2 separate regions of the Gossypium hirsutum genome follow, and region 1 is linked to region 2. Evidence: chromatin contacts called from public Hi-C data. All regions are on one chromosome and are shown on one strand. The core of a region is the stretch at or near the end of the contact, and the rest is flanking DNA. Distances in the headings are between cores, read along the strand shown. Region 1 holds the start of LOC107904057 (protein SMAX1-LIKE 6). Region 2 holds the start of LOC107904145 (nematode resistance protein-like HSPRO2).

What was found. A called contact is a pair of places that touch in the nucleus more often than the background predicts.
Region 1: a Hi-C map of leaf shows a contact between it and region 2, with 2.5 times the contacts expected there. The contact joins the promoter of LOC107904057 here to the promoter of LOC107904145 in region 2. A contact is called at or near these places in 5 of 34 Hi-C or Micro-C datasets (hypocotyl and leaf).

Annotation. Positions count from the first base shown.
Region 1 is chrD05:34,814,837-34,820,904 of Gossypium_hirsutum_v2.1, reverse strand. LOC107904057 (protein SMAX1-LIKE 6) reads right to left here and starts at 1,924. Exons shown (of 3, transcript XM_016830328.2): 1 at 520-1,924. The coding sequence starts at 1,769.
Region 2 is chrD05:34,550,595-34,557,007 of Gossypium_hirsutum_v2.1, reverse strand. LOC107904145 (nematode resistance protein-like HSPRO2) reads left to right here and starts at 2,662. Exons shown (of 1, transcript XM_041092899.1): 1 at 2,662-4,521. The coding sequence starts at 2,941. The coding sequence ends at 4,374. LOC107904144 (a long non-coding RNA gene) reads right to left here. Exons shown (of 4, transcript XR_001686137.2): 4 at 5,557-5,783.

The DNA.
Region 1 (6,068 bases), core at 675-3,174, 260 kb before region 2:
AATAACCATGCACTAACCAAATAATCACCCTTTATGAAACGCTTAATTACCCACTGCAAACAACTTAATATCTTTAAAATCATTTTAAACTCTTATTATTATTACTATTATTATTATTATTATTATTATTATTATTATTATTATTCAAAAATGTTAACACAGCAACAACGTAGCAGTGCTTTAAGTTGCAAATTCAGCTTAAATCACAAATCACGTCCCCTCTAAATCCCAGGTTTCACCATGGTGAATATTTTACCCCAACCATTGCAACTCTGGCAAAGGTTATGACTTAAAAGAGTTACACAACGAAGCATCAGCTTTAAATCAAGATTACCTAATCCTTAAATCCCTCAAACTCGACCGTAGGACAAATAAAGAGCTCTCTAAACACAACATAAGTATACTTGACCAAAATAAATTAGTTAAAAGCATTCAGAATAACGACCAAACATATCATGCCAACATAAAAGATAGTATAAAATAAAATATCCAAGAAAATTGATAATTCAATTTACATACCTGGACTTGGGATAAGACTGAGCCAATGAATTCCTAACCGAAGTTATAGGCAAAATCTGCAAATCCCAGTCTTTTTCAACTGAAGGAAACCTACTTAGAAACCTCAAATATGTCTGGTAACTTGTTGCAGCTCCCAGCAACCAGAGTTTCCCTCCATAAACTTGTAATAACCTCGTTAACTGTCCAACTACATAACTAATCCCATCTTCATCCACAACCTTGTCGTCATCATCATCATCATCATCATCATCATCATCTTTTTCACTCTTGTCACTGACAAGATTTTTCAGATCCCCATAATTCACCACCAACCCGGATCCGGATCCTTCAATTTCCCGACCCATTTCTTCAAATTTTAAATCCATCTCCCCTTTATTAAAGCCTTGATTAGTAGTGCACTTGGAAATATAATTTTGGATGCGAATTATGTTTAACCCCGAAATTCCTTTAACCAATAAGCCATCTTTCTTTTGGTCCAAACAATCCGTGAAATTGGCGAGTGCATCGTTTGCACATACACCAACAAGTAGTGGATTCCTCCTTCGCGCCAAAACTTCTCCTACTCTCCTACAGTTTTCTTCTCCTCCATAAAAAGATGCAAAACCCGGGAACGGGAAACTGAAGCCGCCATGACATGGAAACCTGGTGTTTTCATAACCCGGATCCGAATTTTCTAGATTGCAAAGAAAAACCGGTGGGCCACGTGGTCGAGAGTATCTTAGGAGATTAGGGAGGGGGCGGATGATTGCCAGCTTGATTTCGGAGCTCCGAAATCCCGCCTCGCCGAAGACCCGACTAACAACAGGGTCATCCAGGATGGATAACATCAAGTGTTGGAGCTCCACTTTGACGCACGAGATACTGGAAGGATTTTGCTGCGACATATCGCGATAAAGGTGGAAATTTTCGGGCTGCCTTCGCTGGTTCGCCTGAGACCGCTTTATCGCGGCCATGAGCGAGTTGGAGACGGGCGGGTCGTTGCTGAGTTGACTCGAGGGGACTCGGTCCAATGACACGCTAAGGCAAAGCTCCAACGCTTTGAATTGGAGGCGAGGGGAGTAAGCCGCGTTACGAGCACGTGCACAGGCGTCACGTAACGGGGACGAAGGGAGAGATAGAAGAGCAGAAACGGCATGGAGCGAGGTCGTTTGCGCGTGTCCCCTCCGCCGCGCGACTCTCACCGCCTCGTCTAGCGCGTGAGCTGCCTCTGGCGTTAAGCATTGCCGCGCTACACTTACCGGCGTAGGCATCGCCGGGTATCATAAAAAGCCAAAAACTTTTTTTTCTTGATTAAAAAAGGAAAAAAAGGAGGAGGTAAACTAAAAATATATATTTGTTTGTTTATCAGAAGTGCAAGGGAGAGATTTTTTTTATAAAAGAAAAAGGGGCTTTTATGGAGGACAATAGTATATAAGTGCGGGGATAATTAATTAATTATTTATTTTACCTCTAAAGTTAAAGGGGAACTGTTGGCTGTCTAAGTCGGGGTTAGTGGGGTCCACTGCGGAGGAGATCATTTGGAACGACAGGTGGTGAATTTAGATTCTCTACTATATACACAAAAGGATTTCCTTTTTCTCTTTTATGCGTATATGCTCCTCTCTACAAATATGATTTCTTTTAATTTTAATTAAAATTTTTTTATGGCAAAATAACCACTATAGGCCCATTTAAAAAAAAAAATTAGGGTTTTGGGTCGGTTTTTATTTTAATTAGGGATATACGTCAATTTTGTTGAAAACCACGCTTAGTTGGTCGCGCTTTGTCAAATCCCAATCGGCTTTTTTAACGTTGTCGCCAACGATAAAAAAAGTTTAAAACCCTAACGGTAACTTTTTTTACCCTATAAATACCCCTCAAATTTTATTTTTCATTCACATTCTTCTCTCAAGTCTCTCAATCCTCTCAAACCCTCTCAAGTCTCTCAACTCTCTTCTTTTTAATAATTTTCGATATTTTTAATTAAAATTTTTTTAAAATTATCTCATTTTTATTCTTTTAAACTGATTTCTCACGAATGACCGCCTCCCTAATCCACTTTGACGACAGGCATATTTTCGTTGCCTAATTAGTAATGGTAAGACCGAAATTTAAATTTCATTAATTTCAATAATGTTAAATTTATTTTTTTTATAATTATAATTTTTTGTGTGTAAATAGGCGGATGATCATGTTTTGGATAGTTTCATCCATAATATGGGAAAGTGTGCGATTCTTGAAATTTGTGGCCACTTGTAAACGGTTGGATTCTTACATGTGTCTATGTTTGGGGACTACAAACTCGATTTGTAACTAATTAGCGCATTAGTGGAAAGATGGAGGCCCGAAACACACACTTTCCACCTTCGATGCGGCGAGTGTACAATCACACTCGAAAACATAGCACTACAACTTGGTCTGCCAATGGATAGTCTAGTCATCACAGGATCTGGGATCAATTCGAACAAAGTGACCCTCTACCAATCACTGTTGGGAAAGGTCCCGGAAAAGTTCGAAGGTGGTCGGATATCGATGAACTAGTTGAAGGATAATTTTAACGAGCTCCCTAAAGACCCGAAAGATCGAACGAATGAGGTGATACAACAATACACCTGAGCATGCATCTTGAGGTTAATTAGGGGCATTTTAATGCCTAACAAATCTCGAAATTTGGTGCATGTAAGGTGGCTACTACATCTAGTGGACTTCAATGATTGCGTGAAACTAAGTTAGGGATCTACCGTATTGTCCACGTTATATCGGGAGATGTGTCAAGCCACGAACCCAAGGTCGGCGTCAATGAATGGTTGTCTGCTCCTGTTGTAGTCATGGGCCTAGTGGAGACTACCGTTTCTACGTCTCAATGTGACCGACCTATATATGTTCCCATTGGTGACAAGGTAAACATCATTTATTAACAAATACGTAGTTTGTACAATAATTTTTATTATTATATGTTTCAACTAACATATCGCTTGTACAGGTGGAACCATGGGCTGAGCTACATGGGACTGCCTGAGGTAATTAAAGATATTAGGAACTATTCTTTCGAACCTATATTAATTACGTAATTATTTGTGAAAAAGAAATTCATAAATAACGATAATTACAATTTTGCTTATCAGTTTGAATGGATGTCGTATGCCGACATCTATGTCATATCCTGCATCTCGCCGAAAGTGTTGCGCAATCAGCAGATGTGGGATGCGAAAGTGCCGTTGATAGTGTACGCAACAGTGGAAATGCACAAAATAAATAGGGTGTTGCGGCAGTTCGAGTGGAGGCAACAAATTTCGTCGCCACCGCAATATTTGAAGGATCTGCACAAGGTGGACATACGGGGGAAGGACAACATCGACTGGTCGGTGCGGTACGAGGAGCACATCAAGGCGTGGGATCATAGGATGCAATCCATACTCGTTCGCGAACAATTTTTCTCAGCAGACACGACGATAGTTGATGATTACTTGGCATGGTTCAGAAATGTAAGTGTGTTGAGGCGCGTTATCACATCCCCGACCCCTCAAAACCACCTAAGAATTTCTGTCGAAAGCCTTGAACACTTTCAAAATACTCTAAACTCTAAATAAAAACCCTAATAAAAATCCTAACCCTAGTAAAGTAAAAACCCTAACCTTAGGAGAGAGAACATGAAAGCGCATCCCAGTAAAATTGGCCAATATCTCTAATTAAAAAAATCGACCCAAAACCTTAATTTAAAAAAAAAATTGGCCTATAGGCCTTATTTTTCCCTTTTTTATAGTTAAAATGATAAAATAAAATTGTTAAAATTTATAATGTTTTAAGTTGTGTATTTTTTAATCTCAAAATAATATAATTTTTTTTAAAAATATACTTTAATTATTATCAAACTAAATCAACATCATATTAATTTGTCAAGTCAATTCAATTCAATTAAGGAAATATAAGTATTCAATAGTAATCTCACATACAAAAGTCTGAAATTGATAATATACGGAGAAAATAAGAAATATGAAGTATGAAACATAAGAAGAAATCGTTATTTTAAAATATCCTCTAATTATAAAAAATTATTTGGATAAAAATTTGAATTTTCATTGAATTATTATACAGTAGGAAAATTATTAAAATATTTTTATTTTTAAAAAGTAATAAATAAATATTAAAATGAAAGTATATTTTTTTTTATTTTTAAGTAAAATTTTAAACGAATTTTAAATTTTTAACTAACCATTTCAACCAATATCTTATTTGGTGTTAATCTACATATTATAAATCCTATCAAACATATCAGTGCGAAAATCACGAATTTAAAAAATAAATATGTGTTTAAAAATAATATATAATAAATAATGAAATTTATTGTTTTAAAAACATTAGTCATAATAACATATGAAATATTTATGTTATTAAAATAAAAAATAGATTAAATTATGAGTCAAATGAATTTTAAACACATAAATATATCAAATTAACAATATTAAATGCACTACAATTGTTTGTCATGGTATTGTCATCAATTGTGAGTTAGTGTCGAGTTGTCTTGTGACACCAACTCAATTAACAACATTATTAATAAAATATTAAATGCACTACAATTGTTTATTATCGTGTGAATTAGTGTCGAGTTGCATTGTAACACAAACTCAGTAAACAACAGTATTAATACTAGAAATCTTATCACACTCGTATACGTGTGGAAATCACATATTTAGAACACATACATGTTTAAAAATAACATACAACAACGATTAAATTGTGAGTAAAATGAAATTTAAGCATAAAGGCACATCAAATTAAGAGTACCAAATAAATACAGTTGTTTATTATTGTTTTGCCATCAATCCTAAGTTGGTGTTAAGTTAATTTGTGACATCAACTCAATCAACAACATTGTTAATACTAGAAATTCTATCACATGTGTGTGCGTATGAAAACCACATATTTAAAATTTAGACGTGTGTTTAAAAGCAACATATAATAAAAAAGGCAACAAATGGTTTGAAATTAATTAATCATAATAGCACATTAAATATGTAAGATATTAAAATAAAATAAAATGAAATAAAATTATAATTATAATTATAACGAAATTTAAACACATAAATACATCAGATAAATAATACTAAATGGTATAGGTTGAGTGATATATTTAATGTTTTAGTAGTTCAATTGGCGCGAGTTCAAATCTCATCATATGCATGTTTTAATTGGTTTTTGTTAAAGTGAAAAAAATTAAAATGCCCTTGAATAATATAATTTTTTTAACTACGAAAGGACATTTCCATAATTTTCTAACTGAATTGGTACTCGGTTAACCCGTGACACCAACTCAGTCAAGTGTTTTATTAGTAGTATAGATATATTTAAAATTTTTAAAAAATTTATATAACAAATAAACTTATTAAAGTTTCATATAAAAATTAAAAAAAAATTTAGTTCAAATGACAAATGAAAAAGTTTTACATGTACGGTGTTCTTGATTCAAATCTCATTATGAAAAATATTATTTTATTTTTATAAAAAATATAAAAAGGTAAAAACGACCACATAGTTATATAACTTTGCAAATAAAATGAGTTTTTGGT
Region 2 (6,413 bases), core at 1,413-3,912:
GTATTTCTGAATTTTTATGAAGTATATGTTAATTGTTACACGAGTTATTACGTTAGTACCATCAAGATTTTAATAGTGAAGGCAACTTTTCCATCTAAAAAAAGTAGCTTGACTAAAATTTGAAGATTAGGGTTCAAAGGATCCAAAAATAAAATTCGGGCGGATGTGACAAAAGACGTAAATTTTATAAGGTAAATTTATCATCATACCTATAAATTTTAAGGCATTTAATTTTTTTTCTATATTTTATCTAGAAAATACGTACACATAACAAGAACTAGAAATCCTATCACATATGTATGTGTGTAGAAATTACAGATTTAGAACACAAATGTGTATTTAAAAATAACATATAAAGAAACATATGATTTGAAACTAATTAATCATAATAAAAAATGAAATAAGTACAATATTAAAATAAAAAAATTAGATTAAATTATTTAAAATGATATTTAAACACACAAATATATCAGATAAATAATACTAAATGCACTACAGTTATTTATCATGGTTTTATCATCAATCGTGAGTTAGTGTCGAGTTGACTTGTGACACCAATTCGGTCAAGGGTTTTATAATAGCATAGATTAAAAAAATATAAAAATAATAAAATAAAATTTTGGTTGAGTGATAAATTTAAGGTTTTACTAATTCAATTGATATGAATTAAAATCCCAATGTATATATAATTTTACTGGTTTTTATTAAAATAAAAAAGCTAAATTATTCTCAAATAATATAACTTATTTTAATTATAAAAATATCTTTCCGTAATTTGCTAACCAAGTATAAAATTTAAACAAAAAATATTTCGATATATAATTTTATATAAAAATTTCATATATAAATATTTTCATTCATATAGTATGTGAAATCATTTATGTTATTTACCAATTACAGCCACCTACTCGCTTTTCCTTTTTTATGTCATATGCTAAGTTAGATTAAACGTCCCAAGTATCTACTTTATATATATATGAGTTGGTGGATTTAATTTATGAAATAAATTTTCTAACAAAACCATGGCGATTTTCTATTTTTTTTCTAACTAAAATTAAAAGAAAAATAAAACTGGGCGGGGTGGTTTTAATATGCAAGTTGTAAGCCTCCCCCCCCCCCCTTCCCTGACTCGTCAAGTTTATAAATTACGCATGACAGAGTTAACCCCAACCAATCGTTTCCTTAGCCCAACAGAAAATGCTATTGATAGTATTTTAAGGATTAGAGTTTAGGGAATCTCAATCAATTTTGTTACGTAAACTTCATCAACTCTTTTTTATACAAATATATAGAATTTGTTGGCAATTTTTTTTCAATCTTTTAAACACGTTGAATTTTATATTCTTCTACACTATCAAATAATTTAAAATTCAACTTCTTTTTATATTCTTCCTTATCTAAAATTGGATAATAAAAAGATTAATAAGATTCATGATGGTGCATGTTACCCCATGAAATCAGCCTTGAAATAGGCTCCCTTTTCAAGAAAACCATTCCTATCTTCCAAGTCAAACCAACACCACCACATTACATTGCCCCATACATAACATACCCCATTATTCTTTTCATATAATTTCTATTTTGCTTTTAAGATAATTATAAACTTCGTTTTTCGCCAAATGTCATAAGTTTGTAAGGATTTATTAGGCGGCGCTCCATAGATCAACGGGTTAAAGCTGATCGCACAAGGCAATTAAATGCCACGTGCCAAGACCCAAATTCTCTGTTCTGCACCGCCAAATGAACCTGATAGGAGCCGACAGGAGAAAGAGGGGTTAGTGGGTGATGCACGTGACAAGCATGATGGATGTTAACCAATAAAGAAGAGCCACGTGTTTGGGGACGCGTGATTATTAGGCGCAACAATGCGCTACCGTGTTTGGATAACATTTCGGTTCTACCGGCTCGGAGAAAAAATCGATTTAAATTTAATACCTATATTATTAACAAAAACCCTTGTTGAATCCACGAATTAATTAAATAATTTTTAATTAAAATAAATTATATTAATTAAAAATAAAAAACAAAAAAATATAAAAAAAGATTTAACTAATTAAATTAATAAAACATTAAATTTATCACTTAATGAAAATTTTATTGATATATTAATAGTGCAATTAATTTTTGGCGTTGGTTAAGAGAGAAAGTAAATTGAAATTTTGAGCAGCTTTCAAGTGAATCAAAAAGGTGGGCGGCCGTCGTTTTCACTTTAACCCAACAACCAAAAAATAAGAAAGCAAAAAAAAAAGCAGCGGTAAGTTTGAAGTTTTTTAATTAATTATAATTTTCGGCAGAGGAGAGGATAGGGACAGGCATAAATTTGGAAAAATAAGGTAGCGTTTGAGATTTGACCCGACTGGAGGGCTAGTCTGTCTCTCTGTTTCTTTGTGATAGTCAAACATCAGCAACGACACTGCCAATTCATTTCTTCATTTACCAGTTGACTCTTCTCTATGTTTGAATGTTAATTTGGCATCCTTTGGACGAGTTAATGTATGAAGGAATATTTCAATATGTAAAAAGAAACAGACTATTTGGTTAGTTGACGTCCAAAATGCGTATTTTAAAATTATAAAATGAATTTGGTGAATTAGTGGCGGTATGAGGTGAGTGGATCAGCTAAGAAGAAACGCTCTCAGCGGGACATTAGAAACGACCCAAGTCCAACTTGAAACTGTTCTCTCCCACTTTTACCACAACCCATTCCAACAAGGCCAAACTTCGGTCTGAATTTTTGGATAAGGTTCATTTTTTTTTTTTTTCCCGCAAAGAAAAGAAATCATTTTCAAAAACCTCGACGTTTCCACACGCCATTTTCCTATTACCCCAAACGCCCGCCCTATTTATACACACCATATCCGTCTAGTGAATCTAAAATACCAAAACTGAAGGAAAATAAAATTACAATCCATTTTCTTTTTTCTCATTCGTTTCCAGAAAATGGTTGATTTAGATTGGAAAGCGAAGATGGTCTCTTCCGATATCCCAAACAAATCCCCAAAACTTTCTAATAAGCTTCAGGTTTCGATTCCTACGCCGTTTCGCTTCTCCAATATTTCATCTCCACTTTCGACTTCAGCTTCGGCTTCCTCCGCTTACGATTATTATCTCCGGCTACCGGAGTTGAGGAAGTTCTGGGAGACAAAGGAGTTTCCAGCTTGGCAAAACGAGCGCGTTTTGAAGCCAGCTTTGCATGCTCTCGAGATCACATTCAGGTTTATTTCGATTGTTTTGTCTGATCCTAGATCGTATTCGAACCGTCGCGAATGGAAGCGTCGACTCGAGTCACTCACCACGAGTCAGATCGAACTCATCGCCATGCTTTGCGAGGACGAAAACGAGGACAAAACGGCCGCTGGCACGGCGCCAATCTTCGATCTAACTTCTTCGAACGGAGTACTAGCTCGCGAGAGCAGCTCCGCCGAGGTCTGGAAGCTTCATGGAGAAACAACGGTGGTCAGCCGAACCAGCAAAGACAGCTTGTTGCCTCGACTCGCCACGTGGCAGAAATCTGAAGATGCCGCGCAGAAAATCCTTTACACCATTGAGTGCGAGATGAGGCGTTGTCCGTACACTCTAGGTTTAGGAGAGCCGAACTTGTCCGGCAAACCGAGCCTCGACTACGACTCCGTTTGCAAGCCAAACGACCTCCACGCGCTGAAAAGGAGCCCGTACGACCACTGCATCGAGAACCACGAGAACGCAACGCTTTTCACGACGCATCAGATCCTGGAATCGTGGATCCAAACGGCGAAACAAGTACTGAAACGCATCGCTTCGAGGATTGACGCTGAAATCTTCGAAACCGCCGCGAGCGATTGTTATTTGATGGAAAGGATCTGGAAGCTTCTAGCGGAAATTGAAGATCTCCACCTCTTAATGGATCCCGACGATTTCCTTCACCTCAAAAGTCAGCTACTGATAAAACCGGTCAATGAAACGGAAGCGTTTTGTTTCAGGTCGAAAGGCTTGGTTGAAATTACGAAAATGTCCAAGGAGTTGAAACACAAGGTTCCGTTTATATTGGGTGTGGAGGTGGATCCTAAAGGCGGACCCAGGATCCAAGAAGCTGCGATGAGATTGTACTCAGAGAAGCAGGAGGGCAATAAGGTCTTCCTCGTACAAGCTTTGCAAGCCATCGAAGGAGCTTTAAAACGGTTCTTTTACGGTTATAAGCAGGTGTTGGTGGTGGTTATGGGGAGTTTAGAAGCGAAAGGGAACCGAGTCGTGGCCGGCTCCGGCTCGGTCGATTCGTTGAGCCAGGTATTCTTAGAGCCTACTTATTTCCCTAGTTTGGATGCGGCTAAGACTTATTTGGGCGAGTTTTGGAATCATGAACTCGGTGGATCTGGGTTGACTCGATGGAAGAAGTGATGACTCATTTTGATTAGAAACTAAAGATAAATACACAGATTGGAAAATCTTTCTAGTCGATTATTGTTTTTATATTTATTCTTTTTTGTATACTTATTCTTGTAAAATACAAATTCATTATTTATAAAACTCTATCCAATTACTATATATTTGTTAATCTTTCTTATAGAATAATATCTATTTAAATTTTATGAAATTTAATTGCAAAGGAAACTAAAAATAGAGATGATATAAAATTTTGATTATACAATTTGAAATACTTTTAGGTTTATAAGGTGTTAAATCTAACTATTGCAATACTATTTCTATATATTAAGTTAATAGCCTCCCCCCTTCCCCCCTCCAGTCAATTTTCTTTTTAAAGATTAGTTACGAATATTTTAAAATAAATTTCTCAAACGCTTACAAAACTTCAATCTTAAATTTCTTTTTTCCTTGAATTGCACTTGTATCAAATATGTATTTTCTAAGAGTAGACTTTTTTAGTCTTTATTTAAGTAAATTTGATGTGCAAAGAAATCATTACTTGATTGATTTTGAAGGTGATGTAAGAAATGGTTTGTTGATCTCAATTTTGTTAGTCAACTATAAGCGATTTATAAAAGGAGAAATCAGTTATAAGGCGCCAGACTTTGACCTTTAGAACACCCTTCAATACTTAAAGTCGCTAATATTATAAGAAAAATTAATGTAAGACAAAGTTTTGGAGTCAAAAGGTATACGTGCCTTCATTTCTGACATGTGACAGGAATTTATAAACCTTATGTTCCCTATCGAAGATTGCTCGGGGAGGTGCCTTATCCCAACTATTTGCTCACTAACTTTCCTTCGTAAATTCAAGGTTGTTAAATCCCTTATTCATTTCATGCTAGTAGCTTAAACTTGTAGAACTTTTTTGTAACATCCTACGCTGACCTGGTCGTCAAAATTGGGTATGGAACACCACGAGTCAACCGTTGAAATCACTAAACTTTTCTTTTTAAGACCAACTTTCGGAATTGGTGGGGTACCCATTTACTAGAGCGGTGTTCCTTAAATTTGAATTTATATAATTGAAAACGAAATTAAAATGGTACCACGCCATTTGACGACAACTTAGAAACATATCCAATGGTTCGCACGGAACTTCCTTTCGAGTTACCGCTTAAGCTAAAGTTTAAAATTCAACTCAATTTAATATGATAATGCCATAAACCATAATTAATAATACGCCAAAAAGGCCACCGATAAACATTCACAAGTACAAAATATCATTTTCAAAATGCAGTTCAATGACTTTTAAATAGCGGCATCTAACAATTGTCTTAATACCCCCAACAATTACATGTCACTAAAAGAAAATCAAAAAGGCTCACAAATGGGTCGCTAGTCTAATTGTCCCCTTACTATCACCACATTCATCTAACAACCTGAAAGTAAGAAGAAGAAACTAGGTAAGTTTGAAAGAACTTAGTGAGTTCCCAAAAAATGGATCCCTTAAAAACACCATCAGACTTAAAGAGGTTAAACTCGAACTAACGTAATAGCATGCCATTTTTGGTGGATACAGAACTCTTTCTAATCTGATGTATTTGCTGGTGGATACTACCGTGATCAAACTTATCCTACTGGTAGACACTAATTGTTTTTTAACTGTGGCAAACATAGACACAATTGCTCCATGTATATGCCACTTATGCAGACTACCCCTTTTTAACTGTCAAGCTTATTGTTTACATTTCATGCAATGTGCATTGCTTATTTTACACACATACACCTATTTTCCTACATACTCCCTTCTTTGAGCTAGCTTTTAATCCTAGTTTCGAGGAACCATTTTCCTATATCTTCATACCGCTCATCAGAGTTATTTACTATTCATCACCTCCGTACCCCCTAACATTCTTCCTTGTTTTTGAACACACACTTGTGTTCCCCTGTAAGGTCGGGTTTTCACTAGTCATGGTTTGCACCAGAGTGTCATAACGGACGCAAAACATATTATCCTATGTTTATTTTACTCATCATACATAACATCCCTCTGATACCTCCTTGCACCA